Regions from separate parts of the Mus musculus genome. Here region 2 is linked to region 1. Evidence: chromatin contacts called from public Micro-C data. All regions are on one chromosome and are shown on one strand. Each heading gives the region's core, a stretch centred on a gene start, on an enhancer-like site or on the middle of the called end of the contact. The rest is flanking DNA. Distances are from core to core; before and after follow the strand shown. Region 1 overlaps Plxdc2 (plexin domain containing 2). Region 2 overlaps Plxdc2 (plexin domain containing 2).

Region 1 (7,498 bases), core at 3,028-5,527:
TCCAGAGAGCTCTGGGGGTACTGGTTAGTTCATATTGTTGTTCCTCCTATGGGGCTGCAGACCCATAGGAGGGTCCTTTCTGTAGCTTCTTCATTGGGGCCCCTGTGCTCAGTCCAATGGATGGCTGTGAGCATCCACTTCTGTATTTGTCAGGCCCTGGCAGAGCCTCTCAGGAGACAGCTATATCAGGCTCCTGTCAACGAGCTCTATCTCCAAAGCCCCTTGTCTGTGTCAGTAGCCAGGAAAACTCTTTTAACAAGTATTTAAAACCTTCTCATCTGAACAGATTACAATGTGATAAATTAAATGCTTACATTCTGCTTCAGCTGCTCCTGAATAGCACATAAAGTAGAAGCAGGGAGAGCAACGGAAAAGCTCAGCCTCCCTCCCTGCTCTGCTTGTGACCACCACGGTAAAGCAGGAGCCGGTTCTGCACAGTTCATTGTCCCCTGTGCTGGTGACTGATGGCAAGTACCCTGTGCTTCTCTCTGGCCATAAATGGTCTAAATAAAGTGTTTCTTTCCTCCTTTCCAATTGCAGATGTCCAATACAGTGATAACATCAGTGCCTTTAGATGGAGAAATTAAATTCTCATCCTCCAGTTTAGCTGTTGGTTAACCTGAGCCTCTTCCTAAGATAGATGCTGTCTATTATCATTTTCTACTGCTGCTGCTGCTGCTGCTGCTGCTACTACTACTACTACTACTACTACTACTGCTACAACTTTTATTTTTAGAAGGGTGAAGCAGTTCTATTGCTGGATTTAGAGAATCTGCATGAAGCAACGATCCTTTTTTCAAGGCAGATCAGGCTATGAGAGATTAAGAGCCCCATGTTTTACGAAACATAGCTAGCTTGTGGCAGAGCCCGGAATTCTAATTGCCTCTGAAGCAATAGTTGGGAAACAACAAGTGCAGGTGGATCTTGTCCTCAGCCTGAGTGATGAAAGGCTCACGAGTAGGTAGAGTTTAAAGTCACCACATTCTCTGTGGGATTCAGAAGGAAGACCACCAAACTGAGGGCAAACAGGAATGAGCAAAAGGAATATTGAATAGACTAGTTTTTTTTTTTTTTGCCATCAATAAATCAAATACAAACTGAGCAAATTGATGATGCTTATTTTTTAATTGAAGAAAGCTTTGAGCTACCAGAAGTTTTAAAACAGGAGACAGAGGCTTGGCCTGGATCATGTAAGAGAATTCATAAAAATAGTTGATGCTTTCCTGTACTATAGTGTTAGAATCAGGCTTCTGAAGATAGTGTACTTATGGAGTAAGTGGATCATTAAAACATCTTCTTTAAAAAAACAAATATTTCCTGAAAGGACATATATAAGATTGGTGGTGCTCTTAGTGGCAGAACACAAGCTAACGGCCACTGTGACATAGTGAAGAAGCAAAGCCATGTCCACAGGATGCCGTAGCATTTGGGAGTACAGAGGCTTTATTGTATCAAGTTGGATGTGCTTCACAGTGTCTGGACATTCTGTGAGATGCTTCTCTAGGGACAATCTGGTCAGCTATGAAATGCATTTGATGCATTGGGACAGCAAATGAAAAATTTCATGTTACTAGTGTAAACTTAAAATACTAAAGTGGCCCATTATTAAATATAATGTTATTTGCATCATTCAGTGTATATACAAGCTAAAAAAAGACATCAAGCATAACTATATAAAGGATCCTAATTACTTGTAACAGTGTCCTTTGAAAACTCTTTTTTTAATCAATGTAGTATATAAAATTCTTATCCGAACAGTGGAAATGAAAGTCCATCTAAGGAGACACTTTGGCATTAATTGGCATAGCTTTTACACTTAGAGTGTTCTGCTCATTTTCATTTGCACAAAACCCTTATTAAGAAAGGACATTATCTTGCATGTAGGCACTTGCTAAAAGAATGCAGCTTGCTGACAGAGAATATTTTAAACTGACACTCTCACCGTGAGCCTGTTTTAAAAACATCTGCTGTTTGGGAGAATTAGAACTGGCTAATAACAGTGACTATAATTAATAGTCTATTGCTTTAAGGGAAACAATTAACAAATTGGGCTGAATATTAATCTACTCAACTAATAAACAAGAAACAAAAGGAATTCAGAGAACAGACAAAGAAAGTAGTATGTGTTTTCTCCATGAGTCTTTTGTTTTTTTTTTTTTTTTTTTTTTTTTTTTTTCGAGACAGGATTTCTCTGTATAGCTCTGGCTGCCCTGGAATTCACTTTGTAGACCAGGCTGGCCCTCAAACTCAGAAATCCGCCTGCCTTTGCCTCCCAAGTGCTGGGATTAAAGGCATGCTCCATGAGTCATTTTTAAAGGATGATAGGTTTCACATGTCATCTGTTTGATATATACCTGAGTCTGATTATACTGGTTTTGCATCATAAGACTTGGTTGTTTTGTCTTTCTCTCCTTCCTGTCAGTATTGAAACTTGAAGTATGGTTACTGCATATTAAAACGCTCAAGAATGCCATTCTAAATAACATACTCCTGGGGTGAGTGCCGCAGTAGTCTTAAGAATGCTAAATAAAGGCACGTCAGCTCCATCCTAATACTAGAAAGGCCTTGTTTGAAGTCAGAGGTTTCTTACACGCAGTAATTTCAGATACTCTTGGGATTAATGTATGACCTCTTTACACACAGCGACATTCAAACACATCTTATAGCATCTCCATATACTTCAAGTGCACACTAGTGTTGGCATTGCTATCTCGTTGCTGTGGGCTTCATCCTAGTTCCTAACATCCTTACTTTCAAATAAGACAACATTTCTTCTTGTCTCTACTTTCATTCTTTACCGACACTGAGGCCTAACTTCAGTGGTTATCCATGGCTGGCTAGTATCTTGGTTTCCTTACAAATGGCACTCTATGCTTATTAATGGCATTTTCCAAGTCCCTGCAGGCATTGGACTATGTTCTGACCTTTGAAATCTCTTCTAGAACACAAGATTTTAGTGCTTAATGGTTCAAAGTAGCTAACTCTCATGTATTAATTTTTATTTTCATTGCAGTGAATATTTGCCTTACTTACATATGTATGAGGTCTACATTTTGACATTCATTGAAAAATATAATTTCAGATGTGATACTTTGTGAAAATTATATTATTAAATGTCATAGAAAAAAATGATCATAAGATACTAATGGAACATTTAACAAAGTATAGACTATGAATAGTTATATAGTTCAGAAGGTCAGTTTCTACTCTGTTGGCCACCTTCCTCATCATTAAAAAATGAGTCCCTCTCTTCTTCTGGAACATGAAGGTTTAGATTTATATATCTGAAAAGAATTTACAAAAGATGTCCCTTCCTTTCACAGAGTGTCTGGTCTGATGTGCTTTGTCACAAAACCAAGCACTGCCATTGGACTTCACTGTTAGCTATATTTTCTTTCTTTGGAGTCTCCATTCTTCTTAAGGATTTTTTTTTTTTCTTAAGATTGTGTTCCATCATTAAAAGCTTCAGTGGAATTGGCTCAGGACTGCCAATGTGGGCTATTTCCAGTAAAAAGCTGCAGCTAGCCAATGAAGGAAAGAAGCTAAAATCCAGTCAGCATTCCATGTGCCAAGCACAGTGCCCTAGGAGCAGTCCCAACAATGCATGTAAAAATCCCACCCAGAGGACATCTGATTCTAATTTACACAAAGACACTCTGCAGGCTAGCAGAGTCCCTGGAGCTAAACTAATGCTGCCTCACTGTGAATTGAGGGACAGTTTGCCAGTGTGTTTAAAAGCTTGTCATAACTTATCCTTTATGGGGCTGTTCCAGTAGGGCGGAGTTATGTATGTGTTGGGATAGAGGCAATTAGACACACTTCAGTGATAGTTTTATTTACTTGCTGTTTGTTCAAGCCCTGGTGCTGGGGATCTGAGGGGGAAGGTTTATTAGAAGCAAACTCCCTTTGTGAGCCCTCATTCAATTAGATTTGAGCTTCCTGGACTCCACCTGTGAAGAAGTGGTCGGAGGCGGCCCCTCTTGTGACCGACAGTGTTTGTGTTTTCTGCTAATAAAGTTTTGAATGGATCATACCACATGGACTTGATGTCTTAATTTTGTTGGATGGACACATTCAAGAACAGAGAGTAAACAATTGGCGCCTTGCTCAGGGATGTCTGAGCATGTACCTCCCTCGCTTAGGGATTTTGTAATAAAATACAGCTCAGTGATTCAAAAACTAAAACATGTTTTTAAAGCTCCTAAAGTTGATCCAAAGTGCCAGAATTTCCCAGCTTGGCCTGGCTTCAAGGCCATGAGAGCTCAGACCTTGACTCATGGAACCATTTCCTTATTAACAGACATAGTGTTTCACATACTTGAGGCTTGAAAAAAACAACTGGACTTCAGCCTCTCCAGCGCAAAGCTCTTCTCAACTCTTTTGTTTTTGAGGCAGGCAGGGTTTCAAAGGAAATCTTGTGTCTGTCTATATTGTTTATTCTCAACTTATCCCAAATGCTCTGGCTTATGTATGGAAAATCCCTTGAGTTGTTTTCTAAGTTGTTCAGTCTTTTCTTGTTTAAGAGCAGGAAGCTGCAGATTGTCAGTAGTCAGAAGAAAGCGTGCTGTTGAGCACTAGCTCTGCTGCGGAGGACCATGATTTATGTATTTCTGAGCTGATTACTCTCAGTAAGAGTCTACCCCCAAATATCATATAAGACTAAGAAATCCTCTTAGATGCACTATCAGAAAAGTCTTACACAGGATAATGTCTATCTAAGCTATTTTAATATTCATTTTATCCGCCGGGCAGTGGTGGCGCATGCCTTTAATCCCAGCACTTGGGAGGCAGAGGCAGGTGGATTTCTGAGTTCGAGGCCAACCTGGTCTACAAAGTGAGTTCCAGGATAGCCAGGGCTATACAGAGAAACCCTATCTCGGAAAACAAACAAACAAACAAACAAAAAGACAAAACAAAAAAATTCATTTTATCCTATTTCGGGGTGGTTTTACCTGCCTGTATGTCAGCACATTATGCACATGCAATTCCCATGGAGGCCAGCAGAGGGCACCAGATACCCCAGGAATGATTTTACAGCTGGTTTTGATCCATCATGTGGGTGCAGGGAATTGAACATTGGTTCTCTAGAAAAAAATAAAAGGTGCTATTGACTTCCGTGTGACTTCTCCAGCCCTGCCTAGATGATTTTGTCAAAACATTAATGCATCTATCTGCAACTCAGTGTTTTTGGCAGAGTTGTAGAAGCATAAAAGTATCAAAGAATTTATATACTGTTTCTTTGTAGCTATGCTATCCTGAGGGCTTGGCATAATTATTATTTGTGTATATCAAATAGAATAATTTCATTTAATGGCACAGATAAGATTCTATTATCTGTTTTATATGCTGCTAAAGAAGGTATATATCATTCATAACAAATTTCTAATTAATATTTAAGTGAACTGTCCATTTTTAATATTCACATAATACGTTATATTGTAAGCTGTCCTTATTCAGAGTCATTCCTGTTCACCTTGTTAAATCTTAAAATCAGTGCTCAATGACCTTGGGTTAAACATGTCTCTAAATACACTTTCCTTCCTTTTTACATTATGACCCTAGGCTGAGCACGCTCAGGAATGTACTGCTTAGCCAAGCATACTCAGGGATCTGTGTTCAGTGAATTGCTTTCCCGAATGAATATGTAAAGGCTCCCTCAAGAAAATCCCCATATTCCATGAGCTAAGCCCTCTAACCTAACGTGTGTCGCTCAGAACAGTGTCTACTCTTTTGGGTCATTCCTTGAGTGCTTGGTTTGTTTCTGTAGTAAGTGTCCTGTGAGCCCATTGCTATGACATACTTACATACAGGAGCCTAACATGGCCCTCATGAGAGACCCTACCAGTGGCTCACTTACACCCAACCATTGGACTGAAATCCCGGATCCCTATTGTTGAATTAGGGGAAGGATTAAAGAAGCTGAAATGGAGACCCCTATAGGGAGACCAGCAGTCTCGACTAACCTAGACCCCAGGGAGCTCTCTGAGACTGATCCACCAACCAGGAGCATACAGGGGCTTGTTTGTGGCCCTTGGCAAATATGTAGCAGAGGTTGGCCTGATCAGGCCTCAGTGGGAGAAGATGTGCTTAGTCCTTGAGAGACTTGAGGCTGCAGAGAAAGGGGAGGCCTGGTGGGAAGGGAGCACCCCTCAGGCAAGCCTGAGGAGGAAGGGATGAGGAGCTGTGAGAGGGCAGAATGACAGGGCAGCAGCCACTGGACTGGAAATAAATAAAATATTTTTTTTTCAAAGTGCTAAGTCAGCTCCCCTGCCACTGGTTTCTGTATTTACTTTTTAAAAAATTATATTGGTACCCATGTGTTTGCCTGTGATGCAGTGAAGGGTCGAAGCTCATGATTTCAGCTTTGCTTTACGCTTTAGGTGGCAGAAAATATATGCTGGGCTATGCTTTATTGTCACCCCGCAGAGATACAATAATGGCTTCTTCTGATGACCATGCCTTTGTATTTCCTACCTCTCCATGCCTTTTCAGAAGTTGACAGAAAATGGATTCAAAATCAGGGGCAGAGTTAAAGGTCTGCAAGTGGTGGCTGTGTAAATACGTCTGTGGCCCTGCTGCCACCAACACTGCTAACTCACTTAAGCTCAGGAGGTGACACCAGCAAGCTCTATTTAACATCAAAGTGCCACGGTGAGCCAGCAGGTCCTGCAGGAAAGTCTGCCAGGCTTGTTGCTCCTCAATCAGAACCATCAGGCAGCTGAGGGCCAGGAAGTCTCTGCACACCAGTGAATTTATAAGCTGCTGGTACATGGCAGAAGTCACACGGTGGTGTGCTAAGTGGGCTTTAGGTGGACAGTCTGTGGGTCATAAAGACAGACCTGCCTTTACAGGTGTCGAGTACAGGTGTCGAGTGAGTTCAGTGAGAGGTACCTTTGGTCTGCATCTTTTTTGTTTTCTTTTTATTTGCTTATGATGTTGGTAAATGACACTTATCTCCCTATCTTTGAAAATAAAGTCTATATGAGCACTTCCTCATTGACTTTTATGTCAAATTCTATTTGAATTAGCAAGCCAGCAACTTTCTCAGGCACACTTTCGTCCCTTCTAAGATTGGGGAAAACAGGCCATCACAGAGTTAGTTTCATCTGATCCCTTTTAGTAGTGAGGAGTCTGAAAATACATTCGTGGAAAATGAGAAGTTCAAGGTTGCTATAGCCTAACTCATAGTCGGTAGTGAAGGTCTTTAAATCTGGGATAAGAAGCCAGGGCGGATTTATTCTGGGCACTGAACGCTATTTTATGACTTCAGCTTTGCTTACTGAGATAGAAATGAATGTTGGAGTGTGATTAGGCTTTTACAAATATTAACTCTCATCATGCAGATAATCAATATCCATCACGAAATGTAGAAGAAAGTGGGTATGAGCAAAAGAATTAAAGAGCATCCATACTGGGCTGGACAGATAGCTCACCAGTGAACAGCACTGACTGCTCTTCCAGAGGTCCTGAGTTCAATTTTTAGCAATTACGTAGTGGC
Region 2 (7,498 bases), core at 2,663-5,162, 290 kb after region 1:
CAGGCTGTTCACTAGTTGTGTGATTAAGACACAGACTAAAAAAAACCACAAGTACTTTAGGGTACAGAGTGCCTGTCCCTTTACCATCCCTGTAGTCAAAGCTGCTGAGAACCAAGTCTGCCAGCTCTTTCTCTTGATTTAGAAACACATTGGTACTCCCAACAGCAATAACTTTATAAAAGCAGTTTCTTGAGGAACTCGGCCCGTCATACCATTGAAGCTAGAGGCACTAACTCACATGTGATTTTACTAGAGCATTTATGACCACAGTAGCATTGTCTTGACTGTTGGCCAAGTCACTGGGTAGCATTCAACCAGATTGTTTCCAAAACCCACTGCAGATTACTTTTCTTTTGAGTAGATTGCCTGTCTGATAACAAATTATTACTCAATTAAATATGTGTGCCCATTAAGAACCCTTAGAAAGCAGTTAGATGCTTCTGTCAGTGACTCTGTGAGGTTGGATTCTGAGCTGAATTTGGGTCTTTACAGAGGATGTGGAATGGGGTTAATTCAAGAACCATGTGAATGATAAAAATAGAGTTTAAGTTTTCCTTTGTCTGTCTGAAAATATTTTCAATCAGTTCTTTTGAATATTCACTGTTTCTGTAGTGAGATCAGAAACTGTGTTACAGATAGACTGAGAATCCAAGTTATGCAATCTGGAAAATCCACAGTTCTTTAGTGGTAAGGAAAGTGACCTCTCAATTAGTAAAGCGAGAAAGAAAGGACTCAGTAGTAAATACAGGACATCCACGCAACTTGGTAATTAAATTTTCTAGTAAGAGAAGTGGAAAAATCAGAAGGCAAAGTTTTAAAGACAGAGAGTGAGGGGTTAGACGCAGGTTGGCTTTGAGTTTATGACCAAATCTCAATTGAGGCTTTTCACAGAAACAATAAGGAAAGGAAGAAATGCAAGTAGGACCAGCTGAAATCAGAAGAAATAATAAAATTCAGGTGAATATATCATCAATTTGCATAAGGAAATTGAAAAATGGAAAGTTCTGAAGTAGTATAGAGTGCTGTCATGTCACAGGAGAAGGGAGGAAGGTAGGGCCTGATGGCAGGATCAGTGTGGGCTTAAGGAAAGTTGCATTAAGGGGATAGGGTAAGAGGAGGAGGGGAAAGGGGAAAGGTGAGAAGGCATGAGTGTCTCAAAGTGTTTGCAAAGGAGAAAGTGATAACATCACCTGCTAGCTGAGACAAGAGCATTGGACAGAAAACAAGTACACAAAAGAAATTTCAGATAAGAAAAAGCATGAATTCTAAGTAAAAATAGAGTGAGTTGTACAGAATTGGGGGATAGCAGGAGGTGAATGTGGGACCTGAATATCTGGTTACTGGGCATACTGTGAGAATGCCACAAGCAAGCAGTAGTCTAAGCACTGATGTTCTTTGAGGTCGGACTAAACTGGGTATGTGACCTTTCCACAATAGCTGTAGAATCTGAAATCCAAAAATGTAATAGCTAAGAATTTTTTATAAAGATGATGAAAGTTTATCTAGAATTGCTTGTCATGTAGATGAGAGAGCTACTTGTGAATTGATTGAAAATGGTCCAAGGCCGACAGAGTGTGAGGCAGAGACTGGGAAAATGGCAGAGACTAATGATAGTCACTGTTGTGCCAAAGGATATAGGGTATTTTAGGTTTGTGTGATCCTAAGATCCCCAGGTGGCTGACTGCTTTGAGGCGAAGTTGTATAAGGTCTAATGTGCATGTCAAAGGGGTTCGATTGAATAAATTCAAAATATCCTGGAAGAAACATTGAGATAGAAAAGGTTACTAAAGTTATTGAAAAGGACAATCAAATTACACAAAACCAGGGACTGAGAGTTTCTGAAGACCAGGAATGTTCCCCCACATAGAAGGGCCAGAATGAAGCTCATCAGTGGTCAGCTTCACTCTGGCTACTCTTTATAGTATACTTATTCTGTTCATGGAACTATCTTTACTGAGTCAACTTCAACTGCAAGGCTTTTCCTTGAAACTCATAGCATATGTTGAGTGTTTTCGGTGGGCATTTGATCTTATACACTTTGAATTCTTCCTGCTGTGGTTTGGGATAACACTACTTGTTAGCATTTTTTTAAGCTTTGACATGCAAATGAATGGCTCCCTAAACACAGTGTGTACGCTTCTAGTTTAGCAGATGTTTTGAATAGATGTGTGAAAAGGGTAACTTCATTGGCTGACTGAATGCATTCATTAATAGTCATTATCATCATGCCCAGTTAGGGTATCAAAGTGTCTGGCAATGAATGAGAAAGTCATGAACGTAGCATATCATTCAAGAATATAGAACCTATACAATAGAGTAAACGTTCTGCAAATCAACACCTACGTTCATTATGAGTCTTTTTGTCTGTACCGTTTCATTTTATTGTAGACTAAGGTTTGGGTCCAGGTTCAGGTAATGAGGGAGTTTTGTCTGTTTACAGGGGGCCATTTCTGGGTAAAATTTAAAATAAGATTAACTTTTTAATGGCATTATATGCCAGAAATTCTAAACCATAGTAAGGAAAAAATATTTTTTTGCTGGAAAAACTTTACCAAACTAATTGCTAAAGGGTAGAGCTTGCTACTATTGTGTTTTCTTATCACAATGTTGATATGAACAAAAGCTTAGCATAATTTTATTATTTGTCCACAAGTAAGTGGACTGCTACATGGATGCTTATACTAGAATACCAAGTTGTATATTTGGTCCGTAACTCTGTGACAAGCATCCATTTAGAGAGTGAATTTGGAGTACTTAGGATGCTGGGTACTTGATTTAAGCCCAGAGTTATCTTCAGCCCATAAGATAGTACCTTGTACATTTGCATGAAATTTGTAGACTCAAGATGAAAACTTTTGGTGTCACAGTTGTGTGTATGAGAATATAGGAAAATCACCCTCTGATTTTGGTGAAGCTCACTTACATGGCAATATACTTTTATGTTCCTGAATCTTCAGGAATGTGCATCACAAGATACACATTCAGATTTCTGTGTTCTTATTTTATGTGACAATCTTTTCTAGTTTGACTTAATTGTCAATTTGACACATACCACCTAGAGTTATCTGAGGAAAACCTCTACCGAGGAATTGCATAAATCAGATTGAATATATCTCTCATGATTATTAATTAATAGAGGAGGGACCAACCCATTGCAGGTGACACCATTTGTAGGTAGGTAGTCCTGGACTCTATAAGAGAGCTAACTAAGCATAAATTTATGAGCAGTATTTCTCTCTGGTTTCTCCTTCAAGTTCCTACCTTGTGTTCCTGTTCTCACGCCTCTCAGTGGTAGACTTTTCCATCTCCTAGGTCACTTTGTGTTTGGAGTGTTTTATTACAGCAACAGAAAAGAACTTAGAAAAGTAATTTTTATTTTATTTTTTAGTTTTCATATTAGCCAATGTCCTTCTGAGATTATTACTAGAAGGAATAGTCAGAAGCGCACAAAAAAGAATCCACTTCTGGTATCAACTGTCTTTGGTACTCCACTGCAGTAGACATTTCAGAGTTGAGCAGTTCTTGTCTCCTGGGCCTTAGGATATCTAGAGAGAGTAGGAAAAAATAGACACTATAAGATACATCCACAGACGCTACCACAGTGTTTCCAGAGTACATCAAGAGAGACTGATAAAACACTAGACATATCTGAACTTGCAGAGCAGGGCAAGAAGTGACTTCTAATCTGCACATGGGCATCTGGGCCATTTTCCTAGACATAAACAGAAATGGATGGTCTGTATAAGTAAAGATGATAAATTAAGTGGCACCCCTGATTGAGGGAATCCCCCAGACAGTTTCAGAGAAGGAAATGATAGATGTGGATGAAGAACAGTAAGTAGATAGTGGGAAGTGTTCGGGCTCACTGATCACTGGCTCTCTGGGGGACATTTATCAAACGTGTTTGCCTGAGCCCTGCTTGTGAGCATGTAAGTGAGGTCACTGCGGCCTCTCAATATCAGTTATGTTTTGACTTCCCTCCCTCAAAGGGATTTTAATTTCAGTCTGCTTGGAAACCTCTTCACAGTGAAAGAAAATAAGACACTAAGTGCTTGAGATGTAGGAGTTGAAAGCATTCCTCCTCACATTGAGTATCTGACTTAGCAATTAAGAGCACTTGCTACTTTTGCAAAGGGACTAGGTTTGGTCTCAGCACCCAGGCCAGGCATATCACAGCTCCCTGGAACTTCAGCTCCTAGGGGCTCCTAGGGGCTCCTAGGGGATATGACACTCACTCTCTTTTGGCCTCTCAAAAGAACATACACACACATAGAGAGACAGAGACAGAGAAACAGGGGAAGAATTATAAATAAAAAATAAATGAAAAGTCTATTTAACTTAGTAGCCAATGGAAACTCATTTTCTTTATACTTTCAATACATTAGCTTTAAAGGAAAAAAATAACATGCTGCATGATTTTGTCATTGTTAATGGATATTTTTGGATACTCTCATTTGTATCTGAGCCAGTGGTATTTATTGCTCATATTTCTAGATCATCTAAAAGACAACTTTCAAATGAAGAAAAACTAAAGTACGAAAAGCAAGAAATATATAAAATGTTGAGGAATTCAGTATTGAGCTGTTGCTGGCAATTCATGGCCATTTCTAGAAAATTACTCTTTTTTTTTTTTTTTCAAGGAAAGAAAAACCTATAATCCATGAGGCAGAAAGATACTGCCTCAAACTGAGTCTTGTATTTTTAAATTAGATGGCAAGTTTCACTGGTTTTAACTCAGGGCCAGTATTTTTATACAGCTGGATGCCAAATAAAATACAGGTCACTTAAGCATATTTGAATTTCAAACAAAAATGAGTCAATTTTTGTTTAAATTTGTGGGATTAAACATAGTTTGAAAAGTGGCTTGTTTATCTGAAATTCAAAGTTAACTGGTGCATTTTATAATTGTTTGTTATGTCTTGAAACTTCAGCCTTGTAACTCACTAAGCCAAAAAATACTCAACACAAAGTAAGGAAAATAGTGAACGACTATGTTTGAAGGTATGAAAAACAAAAATAGACCCTTCCTTTTCCCAGTCAAAGGTAAAGGTTAAAGAGCCGATTTGGCTATCAAAGAAATGCGTGTTTAGTTCCCTGGTTGGTCTGTGTGCTAGGTACACAGGGTTAAAGTTCATATTCCTCCCCTTGTCTTGAGACAGTGTTCTTGCTTTAAGTTACCATCCAGAATCATGACCCTTAATCTTCAGGGATGTCTCACAGTGCAGCAGCCATAGTACTGGGGGATGACTAGGAATGCTGATTCCTAGGCCTCCCACACCCAGCTGAAAATGGGTTCCTTTGAGTTTAGTAGGCTCATAATAAAGCATGAACACTTAAATGCAAAGCTTGCAAACATGCTTAATGAAAGAAATCATAAAATATTTTAAGAAAGAAAAAGAAAAAGAAAGAGAGGGAGAGAGACAGAGACAGAGAGACAGAGAGAGAAGTCAGCCTGTTGGAGACCAGTGAGCACCAGGTGAGGTTGTACTACTGAAAAGAGACTATGGTCTTAAAAGGTTTTAAAAGAATATTCAACATCTGTTTCCATCAGTTGCTGGGTGTGGCCTCTCTATAACAGTTATGCTAGGCTCCTGTCAGTAAGTATAGCAGAATATAATTAATAGTGTCAGGGGTGGGCTCCCTATCATGGCATGGGTCTCAAGCTGGACCAGTCATTGATTCATCCTTCTCTCGAGTGCTGCACCATTTTAACCCCTGCACATCTTGTAAGCAGGACAAAGGGAAAGTAGAAGGTTTTGTTCATTGCACTGACCTAGACACTCTGCATATATGTAATTAATTAATTACAGCAGTTGTGCAGCTTGGTCCTCATGTGGGACTCCTAACAGCAGGAGCAGGGACTGTCTCTGACCCTGTTGCCTGCCTTTGGGACCCTTTCCCCACACTGTACTGCCTTTTTTAAACCTCAATGGAAGAAGCCCCAGTCTTACTGCAGCTTGATATGCTAAGGCTGGGTGATATCCATGGGAGAGCTCCTCTTTTTTACAGAGAGAGGAAGGAGGAATGGATAGGGGGAGGTAAAGGAGGGAAGGACTGGGAGAGGAGTAGGGAGGGGAAACTTCGATCAGGATGTAAAATTTATATATTTAAAGAAAATAGTTTTTAAGAGGAGAGTAAGTAGAAACCAACCTCTCTATTCTTCAGTTCCTTTCATTTTCCAGATGAGGAAACATAACAAAGAACCCACCACTTCCTTTTCCTAAGCCTTGTGTTTGGGAGTGATTCCAACCACTTGCCACTTCAGGTACTCACAGAGGAAAGCAATAGGAAATACAAGGACCTCAACTTTATGCTTGTCAAAGACTGCTGTGCACTTTGCTAACCTAAGTGCTGATTATTTTCCTTCCCAGGGCTATTTAAGCCCGGAGAGACCTGTCTATGTCCTCTGTGCCCCTGAGAACAGGTCTCCAGGAACTGTTTTGTGCACACTGCTAGCTGAATGGACCCCACAGGTTTGTTTGTGGATCAACTAATTATCTCGCCATTGACCATTGAGACGGATTTGGACGACTCTTCAGTTACTAGTGCTGAAGGAGTAATTAAGAATTCAGCCTACCTGACTTACCCCAAGTGCCACAAATCACTGTGAATATTTTCTTCTGAATGTAATTAATCACATAACTTCTCAGAAATTAAATGGAAGGCTACCTGACTGTCTGAGGGTGCTATACTCTGGTTATCTGTAATAGATTCACACTACATTCTGGTTTGAATATAGGGTTTTCAACATGCATTCTGCTTTACAAGCAAGTGACCCTGGAGTATCTTCCAGTTCCTATAATACTTTGAATTGGCCATTCTTAAAAGAAAATAGATTTGCCAATGCCTGGGTCTCAAGGAAGAAGCTCAAAGGATCTCTTCCCTATATGGCTGCTTCACTGTCATCAGACATGTGAGTTCACTATGGGACCAAATCAGTGCCCAGGTTTCCAGTCTCCTCTGTCCATGTCCTCCTCAGCCCATTGGGTCCATGTTTCACACTGCAGCACCAACACTAAGGACTTTTCTATGAGATCAAATACTTACTCGTCCACTTAAAGTCATAGTTAACTATTATTTTCCTCTAAACATGTAGTGGAACAGCTGCAGACAGATACAGAATAACAACTTCAGTAAATACCAATGAATGTAACTTTCCTACATATTTAGGATTTATATAATAAACCAAAACAGGATGGGTTGTAGTTCAGTAATCACAACACAGAGGTTTTATTATTGCTGTTATTATTCTCTTTACCCAGATTCTAAGCAATTCAGGACAATTATAAAGATCCTAGATTCTTGAAGGAAACATTGAATACAAGTTTGAAGATAGGAAAAAAAGTTCCAAAGACATCACATGACTTAGTCACCATAGTGTGGTCTCAGAATGACATTGCCCATGTCTTTGTGGAGGTCTTATAAAGGACAGCAGATTTTTGGCAAAGTTTTTCCACTTTCCTTTGGGTTTTTTAGTTATGAAACAGAGGCATCAAGG

What was found. Hi-C and Micro-C count contacts between places; a contact is called where the count stands out from the background.
Region 2: a contact with region 1 is called in a Micro-C map of granulosa cells, with 2.3 times the contacts expected there. The contact joins two enhancer-like sites. A contact is called at or near these places in 2 of 484 Hi-C or Micro-C datasets (granulosa cells and uterus) and 1 of 115 datasets of contacts at active chromatin or transcription factors (fibro-adipogenic progenitors).

The regions. Positions count from the first base shown.
Region 1 is chr2:16,447,259-16,454,756 of GRCm38.p6, forward strand. The region is part of intron 1 of Plxdc2 (plexin domain containing 2); the gene reads left to right. Among named protein-coding and RNA genes, the nearest start is that of Plxdc2, 95 kb to the left of the region's middle. Within about 2 kb of position 4,278, at least 72 of the 459 cell types and tissues checked have an H3K27ac peak or open chromatin away from gene starts, as enhancers often do. A contact at or near this core is called in granulosa cells, where this site is marked.
Region 2 is chr2:16,739,894-16,747,391 of GRCm38.p6, forward strand. All of the region lies in intron 13 of Plxdc2 (plexin domain containing 2), which reads left to right. Among named protein-coding and RNA genes, the nearest start is that of 4930515L03Rik, 270 kb to the right of the region's middle. Within about 2 kb of position 3,913, at least 5 of the 459 cell types and tissues checked have an H3K27ac peak or open chromatin away from gene starts, as enhancers often do. A contact at or near this core is called in granulosa cells, where this site is marked.